Regions from separate parts of the Rattus norvegicus genome. Here region 1 is linked to region 2. A link is a contact called in public Hi-C data. All regions are on one chromosome and are shown on one strand. The core of a region is the stretch at or near the end of the contact, and the rest is flanking DNA. Distances in the headings are between cores, read along the strand shown.

Region 1 (6,227 bases), core at 1,543-4,042, 43 kb before region 2:
ATGACCATTGACACTAACCACACAATATGCTATATATATATAAGAAGCACAGAGTAAACGACTCACTAGTATGCTGAACGGTTTGCTGTGGGAGTCTACATTTTATTCAGTGAAAACCACAGGTAAGATTCTTAATACTGAACTAGTAATGGCCAGGCAACACTTAGACAACATGACAAACTAGAGTCTCAGGACAAAATGCACATACACAAGTGCTCCTAAAGGTCACCTTGCCACCAACATTTATTTTAAAAATAGCTAAAAATTCATCTTTCCTTTACCTGAACTCAGTAAGTTCTCTAAACAATCCTCTATGCTTTCTTCATAGAGGCCATGATCACAGACAGAACCCCTGGGTCAGACTTAAATGTGAATTCCTAATTGAAACCATACAGTCACCAGTTTTGTGAAGCCCAAAACAGCACTGTATGATTTTCACTTCCTATCATAGCATAAGAAAACAATGTTCTAACAACAAAAAATTGGTGTGTGTTATGAAGACTAAGCATCTGCACACCACTATACCATCTTAAAGAAACCATAAAGTCCACTGCCCAGGGGGGAAAATGCAGTAGTAAAATGTTAATAACCTAGAAATACCCTTGACACCTCTAGTAGTCCTTCTTGGGCAGGTGTCTGCGTTTCACTAGTTTCTTAGCAACCACACTGGCTCAAGCACACCCAGAACAAGAAAGAAAGAAAGAAAGAGAGAGAGAGAGAGAGAGAGAGAGAGAGAGAGAGAGAGAGAGACAAACAAAAACCCCACCTCTGCCCTCCTTCCCTCTTTAATATTTAAAACCAAGAGTGCTGGACTTTGTTCTCTTAGTCTAGGCATCACCCAAGACAGGGGTCCAGTTAGATGCCACCCTAAAGGTCAGTGACCAAATTTGGTCAACACTGGTGCCATCTCTGCCGTCATCATTCTTGTCACTGTCAGGAACAACTGTCACCTTGCCACTACCAGGGAGGCAAAGCAGCTGGACTATTTCTTTTGTCTGCTCCTTTTACAAAGTGCCCAACATCATCTTAGTGTGATCTTACAACATGATAACCAATGGAAGAACCCCAACAGAAAAGGCCTTCCAAGGAGAAACTTTCTGATACTAAACACTGGTAGGGCACAAGCATTTCGGAGACCCTGCACAATCAGGATCCATTTCTCACTGCACTGCAAAAGTGGCTATTACCTTATCAAAACAGCTTCTAACATTTTTCCTCTAGTTCTTGGGTTATTTTGTCTTTTTGTTTTTAAACACGGAAACTCAATGGCCATTATTTATTTTCTGGTATACCAAGAAATACTTTCAACTTTTAGGGGTAGAAAAAATAATTTCTTAAATACTTACGAAAGATATACATGCTGCCAGCAATAAAATTCTAACTAGTAAGTCTTCAAACTGCTCGATCACAAGTTCCAGCAAGGTCTTTCCTGTTAGAAAAGAAGGGAAAAAAAATTGTGTCAATTGTCCACATCAATCAGTCGGCGTCTGCACACACATCATCTCTCTAAAATAACACGTTAATAGAATTATTTACCTTCTTCAGCCGGCAATTCTAGAACGCCGAAATCCGACAGGCAACGTGTCAGGAGGAGAGCAGAAAGAATGAAGACATTTTATTAGCGCTTTTTACAAAAACTGCTAAACTCACCACCACCGTTGTCTGAAAGGCAGATATAGGCACACGAACGGCGAACGACCTCTCTCCACTTTGATACCCCGAGAAAATTATGCAGCCCTGGTAATCAATGGGCTCGGAACTGCTCTTAAGCCCTCTCCGGGCTCCCGAACCATGCAGTCATTTCAGCTGGGTCATCACTTCTGCCAGATGTGCAACTTTGGGGAGTACGAGAAACGGTCGGAGGGTTTCTCAACCACATCGACGCCTCATAAATCCGCGGGGGACTCAGCCCAGCCGCAGGAGCCTCCTCCCTCTCTCTCTCTCCCTCCCTCCCTCCCCCCACCCCGGCTTGCAGAGCGCCGGGAAGGTCACCGGCTCGAGACCCCTAGAGGTCGGCGATGGCCCGGACCCGCGCGCGGACCGCCGGGCCTCTCGCAGCCGTCGGGCGCCGAGCCGAGCCGAGCCCCACGAGGTGGAGCCGGGTCAGCCATCTTCCCTTGCGCTCTGGCCCGCGCCGCGCCGCTGCAGCCCCGGCGCCCCGCACCTACCGTTGGAGCCCCATCTCTCCTTGAGCTTCTTGACCTGCTCCAGGCTCAGCCCCGTGCTCTCGTTGACGCCGAAGTGGCCCAGCACCTCCTCCACGGTCTTTGTGTGAGCGTTCTCCATGGCTGCGGGGGCCCCGGCCGGCCTCGCCTCGCGTCCCCGCGGCCTCCTCGCCTCCGCCTCGCACTCGGGCCGCGGGCTCGTGCCACCGCGGGCGCCCGGGCGCGGACAGCTGTCCCCTCCTCTTTCTCCTCCTCCTCCGCGGCGGCGGCCGCTTCCGCCTGACCGGGCGCTGAATCACCCGAGCCCCCTCCCCCAGAAACCGCCGCACGCGGCCGGGCCTCGCCGAGCCCGCCCGAGGGGCTGCGAGCCTCCCGCCCCGCCGCGAGTGTGCGTTGCCTCTGTTGCCAGCCGGCCGCAGGTAGCGCAGGCCGCGGCGCTGCGCTGAGGAGACCCGGCGCGGCTGAGGAGGGGCGCCCGGGCGAGCCCTCGGTGGGGAGGACGGCGAGGCGGGCGACTGGAGAGGAGCTGCGCGGCGCGCCTGCCCGAGCCCCTCAGCTCTGCACCCCCGACAGCGGCGGAGGAAACTGCGGCGGAGGAGACGGGAGGTGGCGTCGGGGACGGCTCCGCGGAGGCTGCTCTAATAGCATTTATCCGCCGCTGCCTCCCCTCTCGCCGCCGCCGCGGCATGTGGACGCCGCTCATTGGCCGAGAGAGCCCAGCGCGGCGCGGGCGGCGCGGCCCCGCCCCCTCCCCCGGCGCCCTCCCGCGCGCGCGCTGCGCGCCCACGCTGCCGGCAGGCCCCGCCTCCTCCCGCGCGCCGCCCCCAGTAACCCGGATCGAGGCCGCGCGCGGTGTGCGCGCGCAGGCCACCTCCGCGTCCTCGCTGTGCTCGCTGCGGCCCGGGCGGGCGGAGGGCGAGCCCGACCTTACGCGGTCGCGGCTTTCCCATTCCGTCCGCGTGCAGGAATAGATCGCGGAGCTCACGGGTGGGCGCTCTGTGCTGGGGGCCCCGCCGCTGAGGGGGGACTTCCTGGGGCCGCGTGGTGGCAGGGAGGCGCCGGAACGCTGGGGACCGAGGCGCGCAGGGACTGGTGTCCTTGGCTTGCCTCCGCGCCCTGGGCAGTGCGAGCCGTGCTCTGCATCCTAATGTCTCCTTCAGAGCCCCCCTCAGCAACCAAGGGGAGGAATTCCGCAGTTCCCTTCCCACACAGCCAAAAGCGCTCATCTGTCGCCTCGGGAACACCGCATCCCACACCCCCAGCCGAAAGCCCCATCTCCATCGCACGCCAACACCAGCCCTTCCTTCCCCTGCGGGTTCTGTGCCCCGACAGGGAATCCCACTCTTGGGGGAGGAAGGAGGAAGTTTTATTTCGGTTTTAGTAGCTCACACAGCCTTTGACACACGTCTGCATAGAAGTCACAGGTTATGCTGTAACAGCTACGCCTGTGCTAGGTAGCTTGGCTTTGGCTTCAAAAATGAAGGCTGCTATATAGACTTTCACTTCCCCCAATGGGAGAAAAGGAGCCTTCAATCCCAAATCTATTCTTAAACCACATATGTTGTGTCGGTGAGGTCTGTAGAGAGCCTAGCATGGAACGTAATTTTGCCAATATAAAGAGGCCACACGGAGCCAAGTGTGGTGCCCGCCTGTGATCCCAGCACCCAGAGGTGGAAGCGACGCGATCAAGAGTTCAAGGTCACGTCCAGACACTTGAGTTTAGAACCAGCCTTCGATATTGGACCTTGTCTAAAACATCAAAAAAAATTTTTTTTAAGGCAGAGGAAGGTGGGAAGCCATACTTAACAGGGAGGAGGACCTTTGCATTGAATTCACGAATATCTTCACAAAAAGCGGCTCCACGAAGGGAAATAGATTGCAAAATAAAGCATTTCGTCTACTTGAGTGTTTAGCAACGCCTCCCCCCCAACACTTAAGTCCGTCCCACAAGGCTCCGCCTCAAGACTTAAGATAGATGCCTTCAGCAGATGCAAATCACGGTGCTTTACCCGACTGAAAAAAAAAAATCAAGTACGTCATTTAATTATTTCCAAGGAGTGGAGGCTGGCATGCAGTTCTGATTGATACTTGGAATAGGACCAACAGAACCCTACACGAAACAAACAAACAAAAATTCTACTGTATAGCAATGCACTGCCTAGAAGCAAGGTGGAAACTGGTTAGGTCACAGCCTCTTCTGGAGGATCAGGTGACGGCCTGCGAGGTGGGGGTGCGGTGATGGAGAGCCCGTGGGTCTTCCTCCTCCTTGTATTCCAGTTCTGCCTGCCTTCGTGTTTTTCACACCAACTGCAAGAGGCGCTGAGAGCAGGAAGGTCATGACCTCTCTGTTTGAGATGCTCACTGGGTTTCATTTTTTGTTCGTTTCTTTGTTTTTGTGTAGCCCCCTCTTTCAGAGGCTGTAGGTGCACCTTACAACATGAGTTCCTGGTTCTTCTCCCGCCCCCGCCCCCGCCCCCGCCCCGCCCCCGCCCCCGCCCCGGGCCATCTTCTATATGTCCCCTCCGGAAAGATGCTTTTATTATCTAAAGCCGCTCCCCTCCCCAGTATGCCCGCTATCTCATTATTCAAGGGTCTCCTCCCCTAACACTTATCTATGGAAAACGGGCTGTACATTTCGTTTAGCTGCTCACTGCCGGCCTCCTAGCGTCTTGTACGACATCCAGATTTGAGGTCCACGCGAACAGAGCTTGTCTTGTCCACACTCAGTACAAGGCCTAGCCCCCAGCATCTGCGCATTTATTGAGTAGGTACGGTTTCAGTGAATGAGAGTCCCACCCTCCTCAACCCATCAGTGACTTGCAAAGGGGCTGTGCCAGCACAAAGGCCCCAGCACTCGTCGGCTCAACTCCAGTGTATTGATTTTTTTCCATTCAGGAATAAACTGGATTTATTTTGGCCCCCGGACCACTGGCCTATGAGATTGGCTGTGAGGCTTAGTATTAAAACAAAGCTGCCTTATGGGGCTCCCAGAAATGACACCCTTAGTCTCATAGGTACCGCTACCATCTTCCATTGCCCTTCTGGAATGTTCTTTGCAAGGTGTTTCTTTTTTACTGAAGGTTGGAATGCTCCCTTAAACTAATAGTATGATTTTTAGCTCAGCATTGGCCCCAGGCATATGATCATGCCAACTAGGTCTTTGTCTCCTCAGCCTGTCGTTATCTCTGAGCCCTCTTGCTCAGAGGTTGGCAAAACTGATCTTGAACCCAGACTCCTGGAGGCAGAATCCCTGGCTACTTTTATGTAGAAATAAAGTTGGGAGAAACACATAAAAGGGTCTATCTCGCTTCAAAAAGAAGGAGAAACGGGCACGGCGTAGTCACGCCCACCTATAATCCCAACGCTCAGGAGGCAGAGGCAGCTGAGGATGAGGTGTAGACTAACCTGATCTACATAGTGAATTCCAGGCCAGCTTAGTGAGAACCTGCCTTAAAAAAAAAAAAAAAAAAAATGGGGCTCAGTTTGTTTTGTGTGCAATGCTGTACTCCGCTGGTTTGCAAGGCTTTAATAAGAAAGGTTACCGTCTTCCAGCAAGGCTCAGAACCACATACTTAATCACTTGAGGACAGGAAGAGACGGAAAGACGCAGCGTGCAATGCAGAAAGATGAAAGACCTTCAGAGGCACGAATAAAGGAGGACCTTAGCTAACCGGGGAAAAAAAGCAGGTTAGTTTAAAAAGCTATTCAGACAGAAAAGCCAGGAGGTGACTTGCAAAAGAGGCCGGGCCGGGTCTCAGCCCTCTGCAGGCCTCCCGGGAAGTGGTGGGGGCCACAGGAGGCAGCCTGCTCCATATTTGGACAGCTCCAATCATTAAAGCAGCCCCATTGTGAGCTGAGTCCACCTTCTCCCGGCTACAACCACCTCGAACAAGCTTAAATCCTTCTCTGTGTTCCCTTTGAGTATTTCCAGATCGCCCCAATGTGTCCTTTCCTAACTAAAAAGAGCAGCTGGGGGGCTGGGGATTTAGCTCAGTGGTAGAGCGCTTACCTAGGAAGCGCAAGGCCCTGGGTTCGGTCCCCAGCTCCGAAAAAAAAGAACCA
Region 2 (6,431 bases), core at 2,826-5,325:
AACCAGATTTCCAATGCCAGAAAGCAAATGCAAAGGGTTAAGGTTGGCTGGTTTTTTTATTTTTTAAATTTCTTAGAAGCTAAAATATTTTAAAAACCAAGGGCAGCTCAATTTAGATTACAGAAAGGTATTCTGACGAAGAGCAAATGCTCCCTGGCTGTATTTTGAAGTAGACGGTTAGAACATAGAGTTTGTGGGTAAATATAGCCCATCTTTAAAGGCAGAGCATATTGCTAGGGGGAAATGTCCTCCACCCCAGGGCTTACAGCACCGAGTACCAAGAATGTTTTTCCATTCGGCGAATTTGCAGTGTTGGGGAGTATCGCTCAGTAGACCCAGGGAGAAGTCCTAAATTGGAAAAGTGGCTGAGCCCAAGGTCATCTCCCTTGTTTCCAAATATATCTTGAAACAAATATAAGAAGGGCCACTTTGCTGAGTGTTATCTAGACATATATAGTTTCAATCAAATTCTTCGAGAAGTGTCAGAATGGAAGCTGAACATTTGTTTGACACGGCCAAGTCCCTGGCAAGTGGTCTTCTTGATGGCTAAGGCTCTCCCTGGCAGCACTGCGATTGTCCCAGTGAAAACCCTCCCGACTCTCAAGGGAAAGAAATCAAGCACTGTGAACCACCAGCTCCGATTCCTTTTTTAAACACAGGAAATCATATAAACTTATAAAAACCTTTCCCAACAAGAATATCCCTTTGAGATATTCTGTTCTTTGGCTAAATTCTTTAGAATGATCAAATCTTTTCACACACACACAATAAAAAACTGTCACATATAATTTTTTTTTTAAGGTTAGATGATACCTCCTTAAAGGCTGGGTCTTCGTGTTGGTGTGGAAATACCCTCTTCCCCTTAATATAATAAACAAATTAAGTGGTCGACTGTCTATACTGCTCATCCCAACTCCAGTTAGGCCCCCAGACGATGATCACGTGTTCTTCTGCACACAGAGAGCCTCTCACTTCATCAACAGCCCGTCAAGAAACTGGGGCAGTTGGAGAACCAAGACCACAAGAGCCTAGGATCCGCTCATCACAGGAGCTGCAGCACAGAGCTTTCGCCATCTGGTTTCCAGCAGCCTCTCCCTCATCCCGGATAGGCTCCAGCTTGTACCACAGGGCATGCTCTTCTGGAGGTTTCATACTCCCCATGGAGTCGCAGCTCCACTCCAAGTCAGATTCTACGTGTGCTTCTAGGAGAGGTGGGATCATGGGTGTCGCTCTTCACTGGGCGGGCCTAAGATTGCTCAGCCAATCACAGGTGTCGCTCTTCATTGGGCGGGCCTAAGATTGCTCAGCCACAGGGCTTTTCTTCCTTTGATTTCTGAATTGGCCCCTTGGAGATCTTAAACCAAAACGGATTGCAGCGCCCTCCACATGACATAAAGGAAATAAACTAAGACACAAAGTGAGTGTCTGGAAGTCCCGTGAAGCTCTCCTCTTTGTAGTAAATGTTGATATCTAGAAATATTGTAGTTTTCGGGAAATCTGGGGTAGTTCTGCTCACTAGCTAAACAAGCAGTACAAAGCACTTCTGTTGTGGGTTCCATTGCTCACACTGATACCTAGACGTCATGCTTTCCTCCCAGGAGTGCGTTGTGCGTGTTATCTTCAGCTGTCCCCACTGTCACTCTCTTGACCATTCTCCAGGCCCACCAATTCTCACCTCTGAGGAAACCTCCTTGACTTTTTTCATCTTCTAGTCTTCCCTGGATCCCTGGTGTTTTGATTTTTCTTTTTACTTCTTCCCTTCACCACATCTCCACCTACTTTTATCTCATTACCGCCCAGGCTAGCATTGAACTCCTAACCCTCTTGTCTTGCTTCAGCTCCCAACAAGCAGGACAGTAGGCATAAACCACTGTGCCAGTTCCAGATGATTGGCTGGTTTGTTTTGTTTTCTTAGCATTATGAGCATAGATTTATTTAGGGAAACTGAGAAAGCGCTCCCCAGAGCGGGAGGGGCTTAGGGAGGAATATTCTAGATGCCTCTTTTGGCTGACCTTCCATAGTACCAGCATATTTAACACCTGGTTATTAGGCCTGGGTATTCACTGATGCTTAACGTGTTTTAGGTCTGTTTAATCCTGCAGCCACACCTTCTATTTTCCTGTGCCTTTTTGTACATTCTAGCTGAGGGGCCCCTGGTGGGTCCTTGAGGCCAAAGGAAGTGCCAAATCAGCCTTCTTATTGCACACTGTTTTCTCTCTATACATTCATACCTAGGGCAAATTTAAGCTCAACGGCAGTACCAATAAAATAGGATTTAAAGTCAGATACTATGACGAAGCTATTTAAAGTCTATGGGTTACTATGACATTTTTCATTTATAAGTTTTGGAGCTCAGCTGACCAAACGCAACTGAAACATCAAAAAGCAAATCTGTGGGGCTGGGGATTTAGCTCAGTGGTAGAGCGCTTACCTAGGGAGCGCAAGGCCCTGGGTTCGGTCCCCAGCTCCGAAAAAAAGAACCAAAAAAAAAGCAAATCTGTGATCAGGAGGGGCTGCTGGACAGCGCACAAGAGCTTAGCTCATAGCGGACTCCTTCCTCTCCCAAGGCAACCCAGCTGAGCACTGAGATCCCCTGCATGTTTAATGTGGACTATGTGTGTGTGGCGCTCCAGGAGACCAGAAAAAGGAAATCCGTTCCTGTGAAGCTGGTGCTGCAGGCAGTTGTAAGCCTCCACGTAGGTGCTGGGAACCCAAGCCAGGTCCTCAGTGAGAACAGCCAGTGCTCTTAACTGCTGAGCGAGCATCTCTCCGGGTCTAAGATGCTTTTATAGCTTCTGTTTATTTCTGTAAGATTTTCATAAATTTCCATAAAGTCTTAACACATCCTTGTACATCTAGACTCATCTCACCTTTTAAAAAATCATTCCTCAGACCATTCAAAATATATAATACTGCTTTCCTATATAGTATTTGTGTCTGTGCATTTGGAAAATTCTGTTTATTGTGTATACAACTTTCATGTCTATAAGGGTTCAAGAGGCCAGCTCAGATCCCCTGGGCTTGGTGGCAAGCACTGCTCAGCCACCTCACCTGTCTGGCAGTGAGGTTTTCATAGCAAAACTGAGGTTATGTATATTTTTTATTGCAGGGGTTGGGGATTTAGCTCAGTGGTAGAGCGCTTGCCTAGCAAGCGCAAGGCCCTGGGTTCGGTCCCCAGCTCCGAAAAAAAGAAAAAAAATTCCACAATATTTTTTATTTCATAACTTTGTAAAGAGTCACACACAGAAGGTAATACTTGTACGTAAGTAAATCTTCTCCAGTTTAGAAAGAAGCTATGTCTTGGCATATAGAAAAATGGCAAGAGATTTTATAAAGTGGTCAAAATAATTATGATTGAATAAATGTAACCATATCTTATAGTCTTGCTTTTTATGTTTTTTTTAATTTAAAAGATTATTGGAGTTATAGATGGTTGTGGACCACCAGGTAGATGCTGGAAATTGAACCCAGGTCCTCTGCAAGAGTGACCAGTGCTCTTAACCACTGAGCCATCTCTCCTGACCCGAACCCACTGTTTAAAAAGATACTCTAAGTTTATAAGCGTTACTAAACAGAATTTAAGGCACGCGATAGTTCAGAAACAGACACCCACTTGTTTACAAATAAATTCTGTTGACAATGGACCCCACCCCCAGCCAGCAGTTAAGAGCACAGGATTGGATGCAGGCTCTGCCAGCCTCGCCTGGTCCATATCGTGGTCTCTAACTGTCCTGCCTCACTGTGAGAGTCACCTTGCTTCCACAGAAGCTTCGGGGACTATGCCTGGCACACACCCAGCACTCAGCAACGGTTCAAGCCCTTTCGTCTTTATCGTGACTGTGGAACTTTGGGAGATAGTATCTGCCAATGTGTTGCTTTGTTTAATTAATGTTCTAGCCAAGTCCATCCTCTGATACCACAGCACTGTGCCTGAGCCTCTTTAAGGAGGGAACTGCACTGCAACTCCTCCTCAGAGCGGGAAGGCAGCCTGCAGCAAGGGCAGCAGCAGACCGGCTTTGCGCTGGCTGGCAGGGCTCCCTCAGTGGTCACCACCGAAGGAAGATGCGGGTGAGTCATTCACACACCAGAGCCTGCTGCTCTCTGATCTCTAGGCTACCCACCAAGTGCTGCACTAAGCTCCTCACAGGGACCGACGTCACAACCTGGACTCAAGTGGGAACTTAAGATCTCACTGGCAAACAGGAATCTTTCCTTTCTCCCCATATTCTGAATCATGAATTTCCATAACAGTAAACCAGCTTAGTGACTGCCTGCAAGGCTCTCTGGTTCTAGAAAGGAAATTGTGAAATTACCAGTGACCAAGAAAGTACTTCCAGTTTGCCAAAAGGGGGTGCAGGGGAGCAGAAAGCACGTGCTTGCCCAGGCCTCTCAGAAACACTACTTATTTGGACTCTGTGTTTTATTTTTTTATTTCTTTTGCAAGGACTGGGTAAAAACAAACCATATTCTTGCCCAGTGAACCTGCTATTTTTTTTAAAGACTGTCTTAAGATAGAAGAGTCAAACATCAAAACACACACATCACCTTTAATGATCCTTCTCTACCCTCCTCAGACAAAACAGTCACTACATGCCTAGCTGCCGTACAAACAGCTCTAATTAGACTGCCCTCGTTTAGGGGAGAGGGAGGAAGGGCTCGGCCAGCATAAGGACCAGGGTAATTACATCGGCGACAAAGGTGCAGATCTACCTCTTTCTGGCTGCTGTAGACTGTCTGAGAGACAGTGCGGAATACACACCCCAGACCCACCTCACCACAGCATGGCCAAGCTGTGGACAAGCAAGTTACGGGGAAGGCTAATCACCAGGGTGGGCTCCCAGAGGCTGGCAAACTCCTTCCTGCCAAGCAAGAGGCATGATGTAAGCACCTAGAACTCTTTGTGGAAACAAACCTGTTATTCACCCTCATCTGGCACCAGAGTTGGGCGACGACCTGTGTAAGATGAGGTTTCTTCGAGAAACACAGTTATTTTTTTAATAAAAACTTTGCCTTTGTGAAGACAGCTTTGTCTGTGTTACTCATGATGCATTTTTTTTTCCAAATTCAAATCCAAAAGAATCCTGCCAATTTACACATTTAAAGTTTGAGTGCATATATAGCCTCTTATTTTACTCAAATTATTTTAAAAAATGCTTGGTATCATCTTAGCATTAAAACCTTAAGAAATACACTTGGAAAGTGCAGAGACCTTAAAATTTTCCAAAAAAATATATAAATGTCATGCATGCTAAGAATTCAGCAGAATGACAAACATCGCATCAAAGCAAATGTGATTCAATAGCTTGTTTTAGAATGGCTGCCTGCTGAATTAAAGCAGCTCGGAGGCAGCCAGCATGAGCCTCCAGGGAAGGCTGGCTGGTTCAGTGTCAGGGTCCCTCCCTTCCCCTCACTCGCTAGTGCTCTGGGTATTCCAGCCTGCTCCCCAGCTCTGGGAAATGTGACCTTGAATTCAACAGACTGTAACAGGAAGTACATCCGACTTCTAGATTTTTCTTAAAGGGCATATTTACAGGATTATCTCCTGAACCAATAGTGAGCAAGAGGGAGTTGCCACTGACAGTCAAAGTCCTCACAACAGCTGGCAGTACCGCTCCAGAGACAGAAACCCGACTGCAGAGGCAGATTCGCAGGCGACATTTTTCTCCTTTATTTGGGCCATCACGTGAAAGACACAATTATTTTGTAAAATGATTAAGTGCACTTGTCAATTAGCCAGTTAGCACATTAACCTTGAAGGAAAAAAAATGGAGCAAGCTCTTCTTTACTAAGTACAAGCTGTCAGAAACTGTGAGGGTTAGTCAAAGCTTCTTAATGTTCCAATCAAGTCATGGGCGAGTGGAAGGGAAGTCTGCATGAGACCCATTAAGCTGCGTTACTAAGTGTCCAATGTTACGTAAAAGCTATAAATAACTTGGTCTTGTAGAGGTTTTTTCCAATTTGCTTTTCTTGAAGTGATAACGATGTTCTGCTTCAATTAGTGGGGCAATTTTGGAGCAGCCTTTGTGTGCTCTGCACACACTCACTCTGTGCAGAGGAAGGACGGCGTGTGATAATCAATCAGAGCCTGGGGTGGCCGGGGCTGTCCTTCACAACCCCAGACCGTAGTAGTAGGAGGACGGCAGAGTGTGGGGCTAAAACACAGATGGGCCTCTAGGTGTACTATCTTGGAAGATTTTCTCTGGGGAGTAAAGTGCTGGTTCTGAAAAGCCATCTGGTTAATGGAGCATTAGATACTGCTAAACCACAGTAGGCCTGCAGCTGATCTGACATAAATAACCTACCTGGTGTCCAGAACCGATTGTAAGAAAGGTTTCTTTTGGGGCTGGGGATTTAGCTCAGTGGTAGAGCGCTTACCTAGGAAGCACAAGGCCCTGGGTTCGGTCCCCAGCTCCAAAAAAAAGAACCAAAAA

The links. A called contact is a pair of places that touch in the nucleus more often than the background predicts.
Region 1: a contact with region 2 is called in a Hi-C map of liver, with 2.1 times the contacts expected there. The contact joins the promoter of Atp2a2 here to the enhancer-like site in region 2. A contact is called at or near these places in 6 of 12 Hi-C or Micro-C datasets (the Rat2 cell line, Schwann cells, frontal cortex and 3 more) and 1 of 1 datasets of contacts at active chromatin or transcription factors (oligodendrocytes).

Annotation. Positions count from the first base shown.
Region 1 is chr12:39,730,084-39,736,310 of GRCr8, reverse strand. Atp2a2 (ATPase sarcoplasmic/endoplasmic reticulum Ca2+ transporting 2) reads right to left here and starts at 2,792. Exons shown (of 20, transcript NM_001110823.2): 1 at 2,169-2,792; 2 at 1,537-1,554; 3 at 1,347-1,429. The coding sequence starts at 2,286.
Region 2 is chr12:39,688,370-39,694,800 of GRCr8, reverse strand. It overlaps a transcript of Ift81 not described here. Among named protein-coding and RNA genes, the nearest start is that of Atp2a2, 42 kb to the left of the region's middle. Within about 2 kb of position 4,075, at least 46 of the 93 cell types and tissues checked have an H3K27ac peak or open chromatin away from gene starts, as enhancers often do. A contact at or near this core is called in Schwann cells and liver, where this site is marked.